Regions from separate parts of the Sus scrofa genome. Here region 1 is linked to region 2. Evidence: chromatin contacts called from public Hi-C data. All regions are on one chromosome and are shown on one strand. Each heading gives the region's core, a stretch centred on a gene start, on an enhancer-like site or on the middle of the called end of the contact. The rest is flanking DNA. Distances are from core to core; before and after follow the strand shown.

The links. Hi-C and Micro-C count contacts between places; a contact is called where the count stands out from the background.
Region 1: a contact with region 2 is called in a Hi-C map of subcutaneous adipose tissue, with 2.0 times the contacts expected there. The contact joins two enhancer-like sites. A contact is called at or near these places in 5 of 47 Hi-C or Micro-C datasets (alveolar macrophages, heart right ventricle, psoas muscle and 2 more) and 1 of 2 datasets of contacts at active chromatin or transcription factors (skeletal muscle).

What each region holds. Positions count from the first base shown.
Region 1 is chr8:40,499,796-40,503,822 of Sscrofa11.1, forward strand. No RefSeq gene overlaps it. Among named protein-coding and RNA genes, the nearest start is that of LNX1, 29 kb to the left of the region's middle. Within about 2 kb of position 2,451, at least 19 of the 83 cell types and tissues checked have an H3K27ac peak or open chromatin away from gene starts, as enhancers often do. A contact at or near this core is called in retroperitoneal adipose tissue and subcutaneous adipose tissue, where this site is marked.
Region 2 is chr8:40,322,292-40,326,483 of Sscrofa11.1, forward strand. All of the region lies in intron 6 of LNX1 (E3 ubiquitin-protein ligase LNX), which reads right to left. Among named protein-coding and RNA genes, the nearest start is that of LNX1, 150 kb to the right of the region's middle. Within about 2 kb of position 1,585, at least 15 of the 83 cell types and tissues checked have an H3K27ac peak or open chromatin away from gene starts, as enhancers often do. A contact at or near this core is called in retroperitoneal adipose tissue and subcutaneous adipose tissue, where this site is marked.

The sequences.
Region 1 (4,027 bases), core at 1,201-3,700, 180 kb after region 2:
TGGGAAGATTGTCAGTGGTTAGGCAAGGTCCCCAAAGACTTGAAATTTTGCTTTCAATGGGAGGGGCTAGTTAAACTTGATCTGAATGAACCAGCCTTTGGAGCAGTGGAGGCAGGGGTGAGAATGCCAAGCTTTAAAGGTCTTTGTCATTTTGTTCATGGGAATACCCAGAATGGATCCTGTGTACAAGTAACCATTCTTGTTTCTTGCAGCAGCGTATACCATTGCATGACTTTACTTGTGCAATGTTTATCTATCCATTTTTGTGCCGATGGATGAGTCGCTTTCAGATTTGAAGCATTATAAGTGATGTAGTAGCTATTGCCAGGGACCAGAGGAAGAGCAAGTGGAGTTAATGTTAAAGACTGACCTGTGTTCACCCAAGTTCATATGTTAAAGCCCTCGCCTCCAAAATGACTATATTTGGAGACAGAGCCTTTATACAATTAAGGTTACATGAGTTCATAAGTGTGGGGCCCCAATCTGATAGGATTAGTGTACTTATTAAGAGAGACACCAGAGAGCTCTCCCTTTTTCTCTCTCCCTCTTCCCCTCTCTCCTGGTGCACAAAAAGGTTGTATGAACGCATGATGAGGAGGTGGCCATCTGCCAGCCAGGAAAAGAGCCCCCTCCATAACCCAACCATGCTGGCACCCTATCTCAGACTTCTAGGCTCCAGAACTGTGAGAGATTGGTTCTCTGTTGTTTACACTGTGCAGTCTGTACTATTTTGTTATGGCAGCTACAGCGGACTAAGATGGGGAGATTGGGCATGAGCAAGGTACTGACCAGACAAAGGAAATTTTCAGTGAGTGAAGGAAATATTCTGTATCTTGATCTGACTAGCAGTTACGTGGGTAGATACAGAGCTAAACAGATTTTGCAAACTGTCCATTTAAGATGTGCATATTTTTATGGATGTACATTTTACTTAAACTTAAAAAAGTCTTTCTGGAGTTCCCATTGTGGCACAGTGGAAACAAAGCCAACTAGTGACCATGAGGTTGTGGGTTTGATCCCCGGCCTCACTCAGTGGGAGAGTTAAGGATCTGGTGCTGCCATGAGCTACGGTGTAGTTTGAAGATGAGGCTCGGATCCCTAGTTGCTGTGGCTCTGGCAGAGGCCGGCGGCTATAGCTCCAATTTGACCCCTAGCCTGGGAACCTCTATATGCTGCAGGTGCGGTCCCTAAAAAAGCAAATAAATAAATATATGTCTTTCTTACTCCTACCCTTCCCAATTGCTGTATTCAGGCTGCTGTAACAAAACACCTTAGACCTGGTGGCTAATAAACAACAGGCAGTTATTTCTCACAGTTCTGGAGGCTGGAAGTCTGAGATCATAGAATTAGTATAAATGTTCTGGGTTGCAGATCTCTTGAGTGGAATCCTCATGTGGTGAAGGGAGGGATCTCTCTGGAGTCCCTCTATCAGGGCACTAATCCCATTCACGAGCGCTTCACCCCCATGATGTCATCACCTTCCAAAGGCCCCACCTCCTAAATACCATCTCTTTGGGAGTCAGGATTTCCACATATGAATTTTAGAGGGACACAAACCTTTAGATCTCAGCACCAAGGGGATCTGTGTTTCAAAAAGATACGAAAATAGTCCTAGTGCTTTGGAGCAAGGCTGGTGGGAGGGAAATTGACATGTATTATTTATGTCTGATGGATTTATATGCATTTTTGCATGTAATAAATAACTGAGGGGATTATGCAACTTGCCCTAGATGGCGGCAGTACCAAATGGCAGAGCTGGATTTGGGCCCAGGCTGGGTTGCCCTGGGCCCTACCCCTTTCCCTCAGCACCAGCTCTGAGAGTGAACATGTTCAGCCAAGTTCATGTGCAGGAAGGATACCCTGAAGCATCTGAGGCTACAGAGTGGGCAGAAGCCTGGGGTCAGGAGGCCGACTATGGGGCATGGAGCCTGAGTCCCCCCACTTCCCCACCACCCCTCGGCCGAGGGACACCCAGCCTGCGCTACCCTGAAGAAAGGGAGCTGAGCAAGGGTGACAGGAAAGAGCAAGCAGTGCAGACCAGCAGCTCCAGGAGGGGAGCTGCACCACCCTCTGGGCAGCCGGGCCAAGAACAACAGGAAGCTCCTGCCACACCCCTGCTCGCTGCAGCCCTGGCCTGGAAACTGGGGTCATTTTTCTCCAAAGGGCCTTCTGCAGATGTTACATAAACAAAACCTCCATTGACTCCAGCCTGGGCCTGGCCTAAAATAGCTCACGGGCTGTCCCCCGACCCTGCAGTTTCTCTACCATCCCTCAAGATCCCCCGTGAGGGTGAGCTGCCTTCCCCATGACCTCATGTGCGGACTTCACCCTAAAGCATCCCCTAGAGGGTTCCCAGGGCAGCAAAAGGAGGGGTCCTTCTGTTTCCCCTGGCCAGCCTCCCCCAGTGCTCTAAGGTCATGGATGACGACTGGGCCAAGAACACATCTCTCTCCCCAGCGAGGCAGGAAGCAAGTTCCAAGAGACAGCTGGGTTGGGTGGCTGCACATTGGCCCGGTCTCTCTCTGTCTCTCTCTCCCGCCTTTGTAGGATGGAGTTTGAGTGAGATCCCAAGAGCAGTACTCCAGATAAGAGCGTGAGGTTTCTGACAGAGAAACGCAAATATAAGTAAGATAACTTATATGTGGAATGTAATTTAAAATGATACAAAAGAACTTATTTACAAAATAGAAAGAGACTCACAGGCTTTGAAATCAAATTTATGGTTACCAAAGGGAAAACATGAGGGGATTATAAATTATGAAGTTGGACTTAACATAGATACACTATTGTATATAAAATAGATAACTAACAAGGACCTGCTGTATAGCACAGGGAACTGCACTCAATCCTCTGTAATAACCTATATGGGAAAAGAATCTGAAGAGAGTGGATATATGTATATGTATGGCTGATTCACTTTGCTGTACACCCAAAACTAACATAATATTGTAAGTTAACTATCCTCCAGTACAATTAAAACAAACAAACAAACAAAAAAAAGAGCATGAGGTTTCCTTGCCAGGGTTTCCTTTTTTTTTTTTTTTTTTTTTTTTTTTCCAACAACATATGGGAGTTCCCAGGCTAGGGGTAGGATTGGAGCTACAGCTACCAGTCTACACCACAGCCACAGCAACACCAGATTGAGCGTGTCTGTGATCTACACCACAGCCCACGGCAACACCTGATCCTTAACCCAATAAGCGGAGCCAGGCATTGAACTGAGTCCTCATGGATACTCGTCGGGTTCATTACCACTGAGCCACTACGGGAACTCCTTCTTGTCAGGGATTCATCTTGAGCTTGCTTTAGTGACTGACCCCTCTGCTCCTAACTCTTTCTCTGAGCTCCTGTAAGCTCCCTGACCCTGTTTACTCTTCTTCCTTTTGCAGCAAACCCTTCCATCGGTGCACATCTGGGGATTCCCGGGGCTGTGACACAGCGTGGGGTCACCCTCAGCTTCACCACCCCAGCACAGGCCCCTGAGTACATATTACGATCTTGTCCCCCAGCCACCTGCGCTGGCCTAGAATCCTAACTCATAAAGAAAACAAAACGACATATGCGATTTTTAAAAGTATCTGTTAAATACTTAAGGTGTGCCTGATACTAGGCTAAGCATTTTATGCTCTTTTATTTTATTTCTGATTGAACAGTCCTACAAAACAGGCTCAGTGATCATCTCTAGATTACACCCAGCATAAACAGCAGTTTAGAAATATTATAGGACCTGTCAAAGATGTGGCAGAAGTGGAATATGGACACAAGCCTGTTGGGTTAGTCTTCATGTCTTACCCGCTGCCCCACACATCCCAGAAAACAGTAGGAGTTTATAGCATCTCTTTTCTACAGTCTTCCTCATTCAACATTCAAGCTACTGTACCTATTATCGTTATAATTAAACATATTACATGGATCAGTTAAGTACCCAACCAGTATTTATTGAGTATGTTACCTTCTCTGGGCAAGACACTATCTGAGTCTATACAGGCCAAAAAAAAAAAAAGTGTGATGTATAGTATTTGAATAT
Region 2 (4,192 bases), core at 335-2,834:
TCCATAAAAAGATGGATATAGATATTTTACCCATTGAGTTATGTCTGGGCTGATAAAATGCTTTTGTTCCCTAGTTCGTCCCTTTTTTAAAAAAAATTTTTTATCTTTTTGTATTTTCCAGGGCTGCACCTGTGGCAAATGGAGGTTCCCAGGCTAGGAGTCTAATCAGAACTGTAGCCACTGGCCTATGCCAGAGCCATAGCTATGCAGGATCTGAGCCACGTCTGTGACCTGTACCACAGGTCATGGCAATGCTGGATCCTTAACCCACTGATCGTGGCCAGGGATCGAACCTGCAACCTCATGGTTCCTAGTCCAATTTATTAACCACTGAGCCACGACAGAAACTCCTAGTTCCTCCTTTTAAAATCGCCTGTTGGAGTTCTCCTTGTGGTTCAGTGGTGATGAACCTGACTAGTATCCATAAAGATGTGGGTTCAATCCCTGGCCTCTGTCAGTGGGTTGAGGATCTGGAGTTGCTGCGAGCTAAGGTATAGGTCACAGACTCAGCTCAGATCCCCATTGCTGTGGCTGTGGTGCAGGCTGGTAGCTGCAGCTCTAATTCCACCCCCAGCCTGGGAACTTCCATATGCCATGAGTGAGGGCCTAAAAAGACAAAAAAATAAAGAAAAATGACTTGTTTACTATTATATATAGGAATGGATAATAAACAAGTTCCTACTGTATAGCACAGGGAACTGTATTCAATATCTTGAGATAAGTCATAACGGAAAAGAATATATATGTCTAACTGAGACACTTGGCTACACAGCAGAAATTAACACAACATTGTTAATCAACTACAAAAAAATTTTTGAAAAATGCCTTTAAGCATGAGATTTTAGAACTTGAGTAGTATTTTAGAACTTTTGACCTTTTTCGTCGAGCAGCAGGAGCATAATCGGTGTAAGCATTCTCATATTTGCAGAGAATGAGTCAGCTCAAACTTGTTTGGTTTAACCCCTGCTCTGATCCCTTTGGAGTGTATGTGTACATAAGCCTTTAAATACCAGGACTTCAGATACCTGAAACCAATGTTATCAAAGACTGTGTTTGCTGCCTGGCTTAAGATTAAATGTGCATTCAGAGAATGATGACAACAGCTTCTCGTAAGCTGCAGGGGAGTCCACCACAGCGAGGCTGCGCGCTCTTTTTCTATCAGCTCTAGTGAGTGTTAATTTCTTCTGTCCTCCCATGGGTCATCCATGACACAGGTTGAGTTGGCCGTGTGGTTAAGATGAGAAATCTAGTATCTTGAGTTACTCTAGTTCTTTTTGCTGTCTACCAATCAGTACCAAATCCAATGCCATTGAAGAAAATAAAACGACCCTGCAACTCTACTGTTCTCACAGCTCTAAGTGCCCACGGGGCTTCACTTAAAGGTACTCTGATACCAACCACCAAGTCAAGGGCCTCACCAGCTTGTAAATCTTGTGAGGAAGAAGGGTTATTGCATCAGAAACAGAGCTTTTCTGTTGGAGTCGTCACTGGCAAAGAGAAGTTACAGATTTAAGTGTCCTCGTTTATTGGGGTCAAACATTTGTCTTGAGTGATATAAGGGCATTGGAGTAGATTCTAAAAATAACTGGCAGGAATGCGTTCTATGACTTCAGGATTCTCCAGTGGGTGGGTGGAGGTAACAACTGAGTCAGGACACAGAATAAACTTTGAGCAAAATATTCTCTAAAATCCTGTTGACTTGGCAAAGTCACATTCAAAAATAGAGGTTGGGTTGACTAAAATGATTTCTCTGAGGAAAAGAGTGAAAAATGTGTGCCAAACTATTCGCCTAGTGGAAACTTCTCTACACTTTGGGAAATGAAACTGAAGTGGTTTCTAAGAAGCTGATCAGCATATTCCATTTTTAAAAAATGTATACTTCATAATTCTTTAATTCCAGTCTCTAACCATTTATATCAAATGGAACAAGCATACATCTATTCAGAAATATCAGAAAGATGTTAGAAACTCTTAAGATCACCAAACAGTCCTGAATACTTAAGAACAACACGATGCCCAGACAGTGGACGTTGTTAAGCCCAACAGAGAAAAATACACATGAGTTGAAACAGAAGGACTTAGCAATAGTTTTAAAAATCTGTAAGCTCACCCCGAGTCATAAACACATAGGCCAAGAGGCCTGAAGGAACGCAGAGTTAAGTTTTTAAAAGAAGCAAACACTGAAATAAAAATGTTAACACATGAAATGCTAAACTCCCTTTAAAAAAAACTTTCTAAGTATACATGAAAATTGGAAGAATTAAGCTCATGCAGATAGGTTTGGACAAGAAAAAAAAATAGGTACAGGAATATTTGGCAAACACACACACACATAAATCAGCTGCTCCAGGTGACAGACACCCCTGGGGAATAAAAGAATTTGACTAATATGCTTACTGAACAATGGTGCCGTAAAGATGGATAATTATTTCTGAAAAATTACCTTGCACACAGGGGGAATGTCAGAAGATTGGAAAAAGACCAACAGCATGTGATGGTGATAGAGAAAGAAAACAGAAGGAAGGTGTAGTGAAAAGTTAGTGGATGATATATGCCATTGTTGGTTTTAAAACATCATAGTATTAATATTAGGGAAGCAAAAGTTAAAAGGTTCAGAACACCAGGATTGAATGAACAAAGGACAATCCGTATTTATATGACAGTAGAGGAGTTTATCTCGAGAACTTAAACGCACTTCTTGTTAGAGTTAAGAATGGGAAGGGATGGGAGGCAGGACAGTGAGCAGAACATGTCATGTCTTGGGAAAGATGTTATTTTCACTACTCATCTGAAGATTCGAAGCGGGGCTGAAAAGAGCCAGAAATCTCAAACAAACATGGTACTAAGCTCAGGCATGGGGAGGTGTTTCAGAAGGTATTTTAGCCATCTCCCATCACATCACTCTCAATTAATACCCTGATGGATGACCCACGGACAGGGTGTCACAAGATTGATGGATGACACTCGGGGGGCAGAGCCATGGAAGATGTGAGAGACAGGAGGAAGAAAAAATAAATAAAATAGGATAGACGCAGACATATCTGCAATCAGAGAGAGAATCCACTGCAAACCTAGGTATGAAAAGACTGGAGAAATTTAGGAAATGACACAATCGAGGGATGAGGAGATTAAACATGAATTCACACCAAGCAAGAAGTGGGGGTGATATGGCGAGGGAGGTCATGGGTGTTTTGAGATTCCACTGAAAACTATGTTCAGAACACGTGACCCAGAGTGAGGTTCAGCAAAGCAGAAATCCTTTCCTACTGTCCCCACCAAGCCCCGCCTCCTGGTCCTGTTAAGGAATAATCCAGCAAAGGGGAAAGCGGAAGTTGCAGGAAGCTGCATTCACCCAGCCTGCCCAGTTGCTGGCTCCTTTTCCGAGGGTCTTTCTGACTCCTGCCAGGAACCCTGTGCTGTAGGACTCATCATTCCCATTTCACAGATGAGACAACAGAGGCCAAAAAAGGCCACATAAGAGACTGAGTGCTAGAAGGTACCAGGTCTAGGGTTTGCAAACAGCACAGTTTGCAAAGTCCATGCTCATCTCAGCACCAGACACCCTCACGGCTCCCTCTCACTACCTTCTGGTTGTTGATCAAATGCCACTTTCTTTATATAAGAGAGGTCTTCTTACATCAATAAGGCAGGGTAAGAAGATGCTGTTTTATTTCCATTTGATATACTAGGTCTTTGCTTGCTTACTGCATTCTCCCTGGAATATGTTTATTGTAGAATCTTCAGAGACTAGAACATCTGGACTAGACATTTCATAGGTCCTCAAATATTTGTTACCAATTATGCTCTTATAAGAATGAACACTGTATTTTTGTAACCTAAATTCACACTAATTCATTTCCCAATGGCTGCCTAGTTTGAATTTTTTTTTTTTTTAAATCACACTTAACAAAGCAAAACGCTGAACAGAGAATACAAACATCTGAGAAGTTGGGAAAGATCTTGATGGATTTTTCCAGAATATGAATTTATATCTACAGGACAAAGCAGTCCTTTTCTGTAAAGTGCTGTTTTTATGAATAGAAACTCTCTGCCTTTGTTAAATGCTAAAGAATTTGAAGGAGAATTGAATCACTAGACTCCTTTGAGGTCCCCATGTTTGATCCAGCTTCGTCAACCATGCCAGGAAAGTAAGAGGAGATGGATGCATGTGTAAAGAAACCAAGTGAAAAGT